Regions from separate parts of the Mus musculus genome. Here all the other regions are linked to region 3. The links are chromatin contacts, called in public promoter capture Hi-C maps. All regions are on one chromosome and are shown on one strand. Each heading gives the region's core, a stretch centred on a gene start, on an enhancer-like site or on the middle of the called end of the contact. The rest is flanking DNA. Distances are from core to core; before and after follow the strand shown.

The links. Promoter capture Hi-C pulls out the DNA fragments that hold promoters and counts their contacts.
Region 1: a promoter capture Hi-C map of liver shows a contact between it and region 3, with 3 times the contacts expected there. The contact joins the promoter of Cks2 here to the promoter of Nol8 in region 3. A contact is called at or near these places in 7 of 39 promoter capture datasets (the C10 cell line, the HPC-7 cell line, cranial neural crest and 3 more) and 4 of 115 datasets of contacts at active chromatin or transcription factors (astrocytes, embryonic stem cells and large pre-B cells).
Region 2: a contact with region 3 is called in a promoter capture Hi-C map of pre-B cells, with 4 times the contacts expected there. The contact joins the promoter of Ptpdc1 here to the promoter of Nol8 in region 3. A contact is called at or near these places in 2 of 39 promoter capture datasets (liver and pre-B cells), 4 of 484 Hi-C or Micro-C datasets (B cells, CD4 T cells, natural killer cells and 1 more) and 3 of 9 other capture datasets (adipose tissue, liver and pancreatic islet).

The regions. Positions count from the first base shown.
Region 1 is chr13:51,643,888-51,646,604 of GRCm38.p6, reverse strand. Cks2 (CDC28 protein kinase regulatory subunit 2) reads right to left here and starts at 1,373. Exons shown (of 3, transcript NM_025415.3): 1 at 1,134-1,373. The coding sequence starts at 1,192.
Region 2 is chr13:48,624,385-48,627,084 of GRCm38.p6, reverse strand. Ptpdc1 (protein tyrosine phosphatase domain containing 1) reads left to right here and starts at 1,413. Exons shown (of 10, transcript NM_207232.2): 1 at 1,413-1,708.
Region 3 is chr13:49,651,786-49,654,485 of GRCm38.p6, reverse strand. Nol8 (nucleolar protein 8) reads right to left here and starts at 1,408. Exons shown (of 17, transcript NM_001271397.1): 1 at 804-1,408; 2 at 1-139. The coding sequence starts at 840. Cenpp (centromere protein P) reads left to right here and starts at 1,755. Exons shown (of 8, transcript NM_025495.3): 1 at 1,755-1,903. The coding sequence starts at 1,797.

The sequences.
Region 1 (2,717 bases), core at 124-2,623, 2.0 Mb before region 3:
TAAAACTATCTCACTTTGACAACTAAAGAAATGTATATAAACCCATATGCTAAACATTTCCATCCAAATAATTATTTGCCTAATTTAGAAAGACAGTACAATTACTTTCGGTCATTTTTGGATATTTCCAAACCAAGTTCTGAGTTACTATAACGACCAAATATTAAGCCAATTATCACATGGTTACCATTGTGAAGTTTGTAATTACTATGTAAAGACTGTTATGTATTTAAATTTTTTAGTAAGGGGGAAAAAAAAAACCCATGAGACTTCCCTACTTAAGAACATTCAAGTTTATAGCATTAGTGCATCGTCAAACAGCCTGGAAAAAGTTTTCTGGCTGTGAAGACTTCTACACTAGCGGACTGAGAGAATGGGGGGTGGGGCGGTGAAGCCACTCTTTTAAAAAGTGTCTCATCCCTCAAACAGCATTCTGGACACTAACCTAAAAGGGCAGCAAACAGAAAACAAGGTCACTATTTGCCCAAGGGAGGAACAGGTTTTACCCACCTGGAGTCCTTGACTGTGTCCCAGAATGCAACGCTCTAATCCCAACCCAGAAGAACCCAGCGACGGAAAGGCCTTTGAAACCACACCCCAAGTCATAAGGGATACAATAAAGTTAACTACAATCCTCCCTTACTTTCCACAATCCCATTTGCTAATTATATTAACGTAGGTACTACCTTCCTGCGCATCTCAGGATTTAAAACTCAAAACTTCCTCAAAAGCCCCAAACGTGGCCAATATGGACTAGCAGTTGAAGGTAACGTAGCCACCACCACCCCAATCCTTCCGAAGGCAATCTCGAGTTTTCAATTTGATCTTGAAGCCCTTTAACAACGCCCCGTGTTACAGCGTCTGGAGCCGTTACCCATCAGACACTCGATAATGCCCGTCGGGTGCGTTTCCGGGGACTTCCCCTCCCGGCCAGTCCGGGCCAGTGCGGTTTGCGGTCGTGAACTCCCAGACTAGGCGCTGCCCACCCATCTAACGACTCCCCATCTCCTGCGATCCCCGCAACACTACACAAAGCAAGGCTGCCCGGACGGACGGAGGCCTCTAAGGGGGTCCGAGTCCCGACCACCAGGTCTGACCTCCCAGCGCGGCCCTCCTCCGCAGGCGCTCCTCACCGGTACTCGTAGTGCTCATCGAAGTACTTGTCTGAGTAGTAGATCTGCTTGTGGGCCATCCTGCCGGCGCGCAGAGGAGTAAGCGGGATCAGGAAACCGGGCGCAAGGGGCTCTACGTCCGCCTAGGGCCGACGCAACGACTCGAATGAGGCCAACGACCGCAGGCCCAACGCTCTGGATTTGAATCCGACAGCCCTCCGCCGATTGGGCGAAGCCACCAACCAATCACGCTCCGCGCAGACCTCGAGGACAGGTAACCAATCAGAAGCCTGTTGCAAGATTGCGAGGGCGGGAGTAAGGATTGGCTAACGATTCAGCGAGGAGCGCCCGGCGACCCCAAGAGATATTGAGAAGGGCGGAGCCGAGTCGTTAAGTGCCTCGCAGCGCGTGCGCAGTGGTTTAGAACGTGCCTGGGGGCAGAACCGTTGGGTGGTGGGCGGACACGAGATGAGGTATCCGGGGCTCTGGGGGCCGGAGCGGCACGAGACGCCTGGGGGGCGGTCTCTGTGGTCAGGGAAGTCCAGCTGCGGAGCGTTCCAGAGGGTAAGGTGCCCTCCGCTGCCCCTGATGGCAACGCTAATTACGCTTGGCTGCGAGCTAGTCCCATCTTAAAAAGATGTGCTCATGTAAAAGGAAGTTGAAAGGGTGTTAAGTCGTGGTTTCGTGCAGCAAGTTACATATAACAACCATTTTCTACAATGAGCAGGTGTCATTTTTCTTTTAATATTTTTGCGATTTGTTGCAGTGGATGAATTGCTCTGGTGTGGCTGTTAGGATAACAAAGTAACCCACGGCAGCTGGGCGTACTGGCCCACACCTTTAATCCCTGTACTCCAATGCCAGGTCAACACCCCTCCCTCCTCCTTTTTTTTTTTTAGTTTGGTTTGGTTTTTGTTTTTTCGGAGACTGGCTTTTCCTGTGTAGCTCTGGCTGTCCTGGAACTCACTCTGTAAACCAGGCTGGCCTCGAACTCAGAAATCCATTTGCCTCTGCCTCCCAAATGCTGGGATTAAAGGCGTGCGCCACCACCGCCCGGCTGTTTTTTGTTTTGTTTTGTTTTGTTTTGTTTTTGAGACAGAGTTTCTCTGTGTAGCCCTGGCTATCCTGGAACTCGCTCTGTACACCAAGCTGGCCTCAAACTCAGCGATCCTCCTGCCCCTGCCTCCCCAGTGCTGGGATTAAAAGTGGATGCCCCATCACCGTCCAGCTTCAGCCTAATATCTTTAACAGATGGTAGGATAGCAAAGTGTGATCCTGTCTAAAATAATAAAAACGGAAGTCAGCATGTAACTACAATTTTATTTTTTTATAGAGTTGGGTAATCAGGTGCCTGCAATCTTTTAACGACAGGTTTCCCGACTTCACTTGGCCCTCAGTTAAAGAGAACACAAGATCGTCTGACTTCTTGCACAACTTTAAAGTTATTTTTAGCACTAAAATAATAAAGGTGCTAATTGCCTACCGATATTATCACGTGAGACAACAGGTGGGATTAAAATTTCAACATGTAAATAGGAGGATGTAAGCATACACTCTATAACACAAATAATATGGAGGTATGAGTTCTGTTCTGAAAGATCTTTA
Region 2 (2,700 bases), core at 164-2,663, 1.0 Mb after region 3:
TGAACTGTATGAGATAACAGGACTTCTAGTAGAGTTTGAAAACATGGACTCAGCAGAGGCTGGTAGATGCTTATCTGGATCCATCCCTCACTTTTTTGGCATGGGATTTCCTTAAGAACAGAAATGTGCCTAGTGAAGACATTTCTCAACTACATGAGGTCATGTTACTGAGTATGTAAGATCTATAATATGATTAAGTTGATGGGTAGGCTTCTAGTAAGATCTTTATTAAAATATTAAATAAGGACATGGTGGATGGTGCTCTGTCTACGATTTTGATCCATGACACAAATTGAAAGGAAACCTGATTTTTTAAGGGTGACATGGCAGAATGTCTGGATCCCTGGGTACAGCTTTAATGAGAAGAAATGCCTGTGAGTTTAGATCAGGATTCTGGAACCTGGAGTTTCTGTTACAAGAGGGCAGAGACCAGTCAGGTCTCTTAATGACAGGGTCCCTGTTCCTGTCCAGACCTGGAGTCACAAGAGGCTAAGATGCTGGCAAGGCTTTGACAAAGAAAGTCTAAGGATTGCAGGAGAACAGAAGGAAGAGACTCTGGTGTTATGGAAAACTGACCAAAGAAGAACCAAACACCACTCTGAGAGTTGGAGAATTCAGATTTATTAGGCTAGCCTACTCCACTGTGGAGAGACATAGTATTTATGGGTTTTTAGCTTTGGTCATCCAACTGCTACAGCACTGGTGTCTTTAAATTACTGCCTTAGTGAACATTTGCTGATGGTCTGTTTCAGAACAACCGAGGGGAAATTTCTACTTGAGTTAAAGTATGCTTACAGAACAAGTGGCAGTTGGGACTTTCGTTAGCAACACGGATCGTTGCTAACAGGTACAGTGGTTTCACCAGATACCTACAGGACCCATACTTATGACAGCACTTGGTCTTCATTTTCCCCCCTCTACATAATTCAACTTTCCCCTACTAGACCAACTCCAGAAATTCATATTTAAACTGTCATAGTGCAAGACAATATTGACTATTAAATATAATAGTTCAAGAATATTAGGGGGGAAATGAAGACATTCGATGCATAATATGGGCTTTTCTTCTTCTTTGGGCGCTGAGACGGAACACGTGGTTCCGTGAGCGAAGCTCCAGAGCAGTCCTCGCTCCTCCTGCGACTCTGCACCGGGGCTCGTGGGGAGTCGGTGCCCCCCACCCCCACCCCCATGCTGCAGGCTGGCAGCCGCGCCCTCTCATGGCCCTGAGGGTCCTCCGGGCTTTCCGCGCACACGCCGTCGGCTCAGCCCGCGACCACTCAAGCCCCAGCTCGGCTTCCCAGCGGCTCCCACATGTTCGAAAACCTTAGAAGCTGTCCGCCGCGTCACGGGCCGCCTCGAGTCTCCATTGGCTGGCGCGTATCACGTGCACCGAGCGGCTCCGGCTATTGGCTGTTGGGTCGGGCGCGCGCAAGGCCGCGGCGGCGACAGGGCGTCCTCGGCGGCCGGGCTGTGGAGTGGCCCGTGCGCGCGCCCGAGGGAGACGTTGTGTAGCGCGCCTGGCGGGGAGTCTCCCTGCTCAGAGGCGCGGCGGGAGGCCGGGCCTGCGGGCAGGCCAGCGCCGCGGAACCCGCCCGAGCAGCGCCCGGGGCCGGCCGGTCCTCTCCGCCCGCGCCTCCCGGCCCTAGACGTGAGACACCGACCCGTCGGCTCCAGGGCTCCGAAGCCGGAGAGCGAAGCGCGCCAAGAGGTTCGGAGTCCGCAGCCAGTTAGGCGCCCGCCGAGCGGTCCCCAGACGGTTGTCCTTACGCGGCGGGTTATCCAGGGAGGCGTTATTTGGAGGCGCATCCCTAGAGGCGGGGCGGGGGACCAGGGCCACCGGGCGCCCCTCTGTCTTGCTCAAGTGCTGCGACACTCGGATTTCTCGGGAGCAGTTGGAGGCTTGCTTGGGTGTTTTAGTTGAAATCTCTTGATTAGAAATATTGACAACTAGTTCTTCATTACAAATAAAGCAGACAAGACAGCCACAAGCAGGTATCAGGCTACCACTTTGGGATCCCTAATTCGGACCTCTTTCTGTCAGTAAACGAGTCACGTGACCTTGACCAAGTCACTTTTTCTCCTGACATGCATTCTCAACGTTGATAATGATGATGATGATGTCGATGTCCCTGCTCTGGGGTGTGTGTGTTTTCTTATATAATAAAGGGTTTGTGGCCTTTCAGAGGACCACACCATAGATACACCCTACCTGTGGTATTAAATTTTAATGGAAAAGAAAATTTAGTAAACAAAGGCCCAGGGAGGAGGGGGGTGGAGCTTGAGAAACAGTGCTTTAGGGAAATAGCTGATCAAATTATTCCAGCAAGGGTTGTCTATGCTAAAAACTGAACACAAGCTATCATTCATTGACTGCGAGCTGAAGGAGCCTGAGAAGCTGTTATCATGGCGGGCACTATTAACCTGTGTGAACATGTATATATCCACCTCCACCTCACCCTCCACCCCCACCCTGCACAGCATAAGCTTTCTTGAGTTTAACAACAAAGTGTCATTCCAGGTTGTTGTTTTGTTTTTGTCTTTCCCTCAGAAAGGAAGGCTTGGGTGATTTGCCACAATCAGAGCTGTTAGTGGAAAGAAATAAAATGTAAACACGCATGTATGACCTCAAACCACTCACTCATCACCATGTGGTTTCTTCCTGTTCAGTTGTAGCGAAACTTCTCGCTACCCAGGAATCCC
Region 3 (2,700 bases), core at 159-2,658:
GTGATGATCTCCACGTCAGAAACTTCTCCAAATCTGCCGAACTGATTTTGTAGGTCTGTCTCAGAAATGCCCTGTCCAAGTCCACCCACAAAGAGGCGCTTCATTTCTCTGTTGCCTTGCATGGATGTTGGGCATCTATCTGGAAAAGTTAATTTTGGACAGAAAAACAATTTAATAGTTTTCCAGAAATTTAACACAACTCTTTCCCCTGAAACTTCTGTGCCAACTTCATCTTATGAAGCTATGTCTCTTCATATGTATTGCTTTCAGATTTTATCAGTGGAGATTTTACAAAGGCCCTCCATCCACATTCTCAATGAACACACTTTGCAACTGCACCTAAGTACAGCACATCCACACATCTTCTCCCAGATGTTTTCTCTAAAACAACCACAGCTATTATATCTTATCCTTATTGATTTTTTATTCGAAGTACTGCCCTCCCCCATTCATTTCTACATTTTTACCTTAACATATACTGGCAAAAATAGTAAGCTAACGGATAAAAATAGCTTCATCCTGGAGCTCCAGTCATAACAAAGTCTGCAATTACAATAGTATGGCAAAATACAAGTGTCCCCTAAGCGCTGTTAAATCACAAAGACGGCAACTTAAGTTATACCTAAAATATGTTTCCCCACTGTGTGCCTGTATTGTTCAAAGCAGTCTGAGTGGATCTCATCGGTCAGGGGAGTAGGAGCGGTTACGGCTTTTCCCAGTGCCACTTAGAAAACAGTAGTGGTGACAGCAAGGATCATAATGAAGTCTAATTTTGGAACCCGGAATTGTTAACACTGTCCTACCAAGATTGCTGGAAACGTTTTCCAGAGGTCGCTCCATCTCGTTTAGCTCTCGGCGGATGTTCAGCTCTTACTCAAACCTTTCTCAAAAGTTGGCTGTCTCCTTCCAAGCGAGATCACTAAATAGCGGCAGAAGCCCAAAGCAAAGGCCAGCACTCTGGGAAAAAAACCTACAGTGTACCCCTTCTTGGTAGCCACCGCCCCATCCTTCCAGCCCTGCCCTCTCTCTTCGAGAAGCCCCTAAGGAAGGAGAGGAGAGGCTAAGCCCAATAGCCCATCACTTCTCACGAGCAAACACTCTTCCTCAGGGCGCTTGTCCGACTCAGCTCAAGCCCGGCGTAGCACTTAACGTCTAATAACACGTGCCGGCAAGTGCATTTTCCTTTCCTTCCTACAAAGTTTCCAACCCAATCTCCTAAGGTTCCGTTATCCCGCAGTTCCAGAGGGCTCTTTATTTCCTCCGCCTTCGCTTTTACTGACGTTCTGTTAGTTCTCCTCCACGTTGTAAAACTGACAGAGTGTGAGAAAGAAAAATAAAAATCGGTAATTCCTACAGAAAAGACACTCCGCCGCGTGGTTCCTGATTTCCGGTTCAAGTAGGCGGAAGTGAAGAAGCGGAACCAAAATAAAGAGACTCCTTTCCTCGTGCTTCCGAGAATCCGCCCCCTTCGGTGACGTAAGAGCTCGGCTGGCCCAGTGGCCGTTAGACGGGATGGGCGGCCGTTGGAGGGTGACGTGCAATTTGGAACGAACCAACTCGCAGAGGCGGCGGGGGTGTCTAGACGCTCGACGCGACATTTCGCGGGCCGTCAGGCTCGGGAACGTCGTCCGAGGCCGTGGGCGTGGACGCGCGACTCCCGGCAGCCTCTCCCCCCGTGAGCTCGAGAGTGGTCCGTTCCAGGAGCGCGCGCGCTCCTTGAAGTCTCCTGGCTGCCCGAGGCGCCCAGACTGCCATTCTCCGGGCTACTTCACCTTCAGGGTTCCACGTCGGTAGCCATGGATTCCGAGACCCGCGAACTGCGCGCCCTGGAGGCGGAGGTCGCAGCGCTGCAGCGAGAGTGCAGAATGCTGCAAAACGCTGGGGAGAAGGCGTCCGGAGCCTGGTACGTGGCTCGGGTCCATCCCTCCCAGCCCATGCCCTGTAGCACCCCGCGGACCTCTCAACCTTATGACAGTTCTGGACTCCGACTCCCTCACCCCCCCAAGACCCATGCTCAAGAACGTGGTGGGAGACGTCCTGAAATGTGAACTTGAATCAGTGTTCTGGGAGAACGATGACCTCATGAGTGTGTGAACGCTGCGTTTGGGGCTTATGACTTGATTATAATCAGCAGAAAATAGTTTCCTTAAGGGTTGTTTTCGCCCAGTTGATGAGAATCAAAGGGAAAATCTGGCTTTTCTTTAAGCAGTCTTTGCCTTCGGGAGAACAGCATCTAGATAGCTGGTTTTGTTTTGTTTTGTTTTTCTGGGTTTGGAGACATTGTTACTCTGTAGGTCAGGAACTGGCTCAATTTGATTTCAAACTCAAGAGTCTTCTATTCCGCAGCCCCCAACTCCCACACACAGTGTTGGAGTTATTACCTGAGCCACCATACTTGCTCTTGTCTAGTTGGGATTCCCTCCTTACTCTGGTTTCATGGATTTGTTTTTGTGACTCATCTAACGATGTAGTTAAGGGGCCCTGACCTTTTTTTTTTTTTTTTTTTTTTTTTTTTTTTTTTCTGCATTATGTTAGAAACATAAGGGTTGGGGGTATATAGCCCCAGGGCAGGGCAGCCTAGCATGGTCAAATTGGTATATATGGCTAATGCCTTCTATAGGAAACTGTGATAGTCTTCTGATTAGTTACTATTGTTAAGCCTTATTTAAAGGTAGTTGATCTGAGTGTTAAATAGTTAAA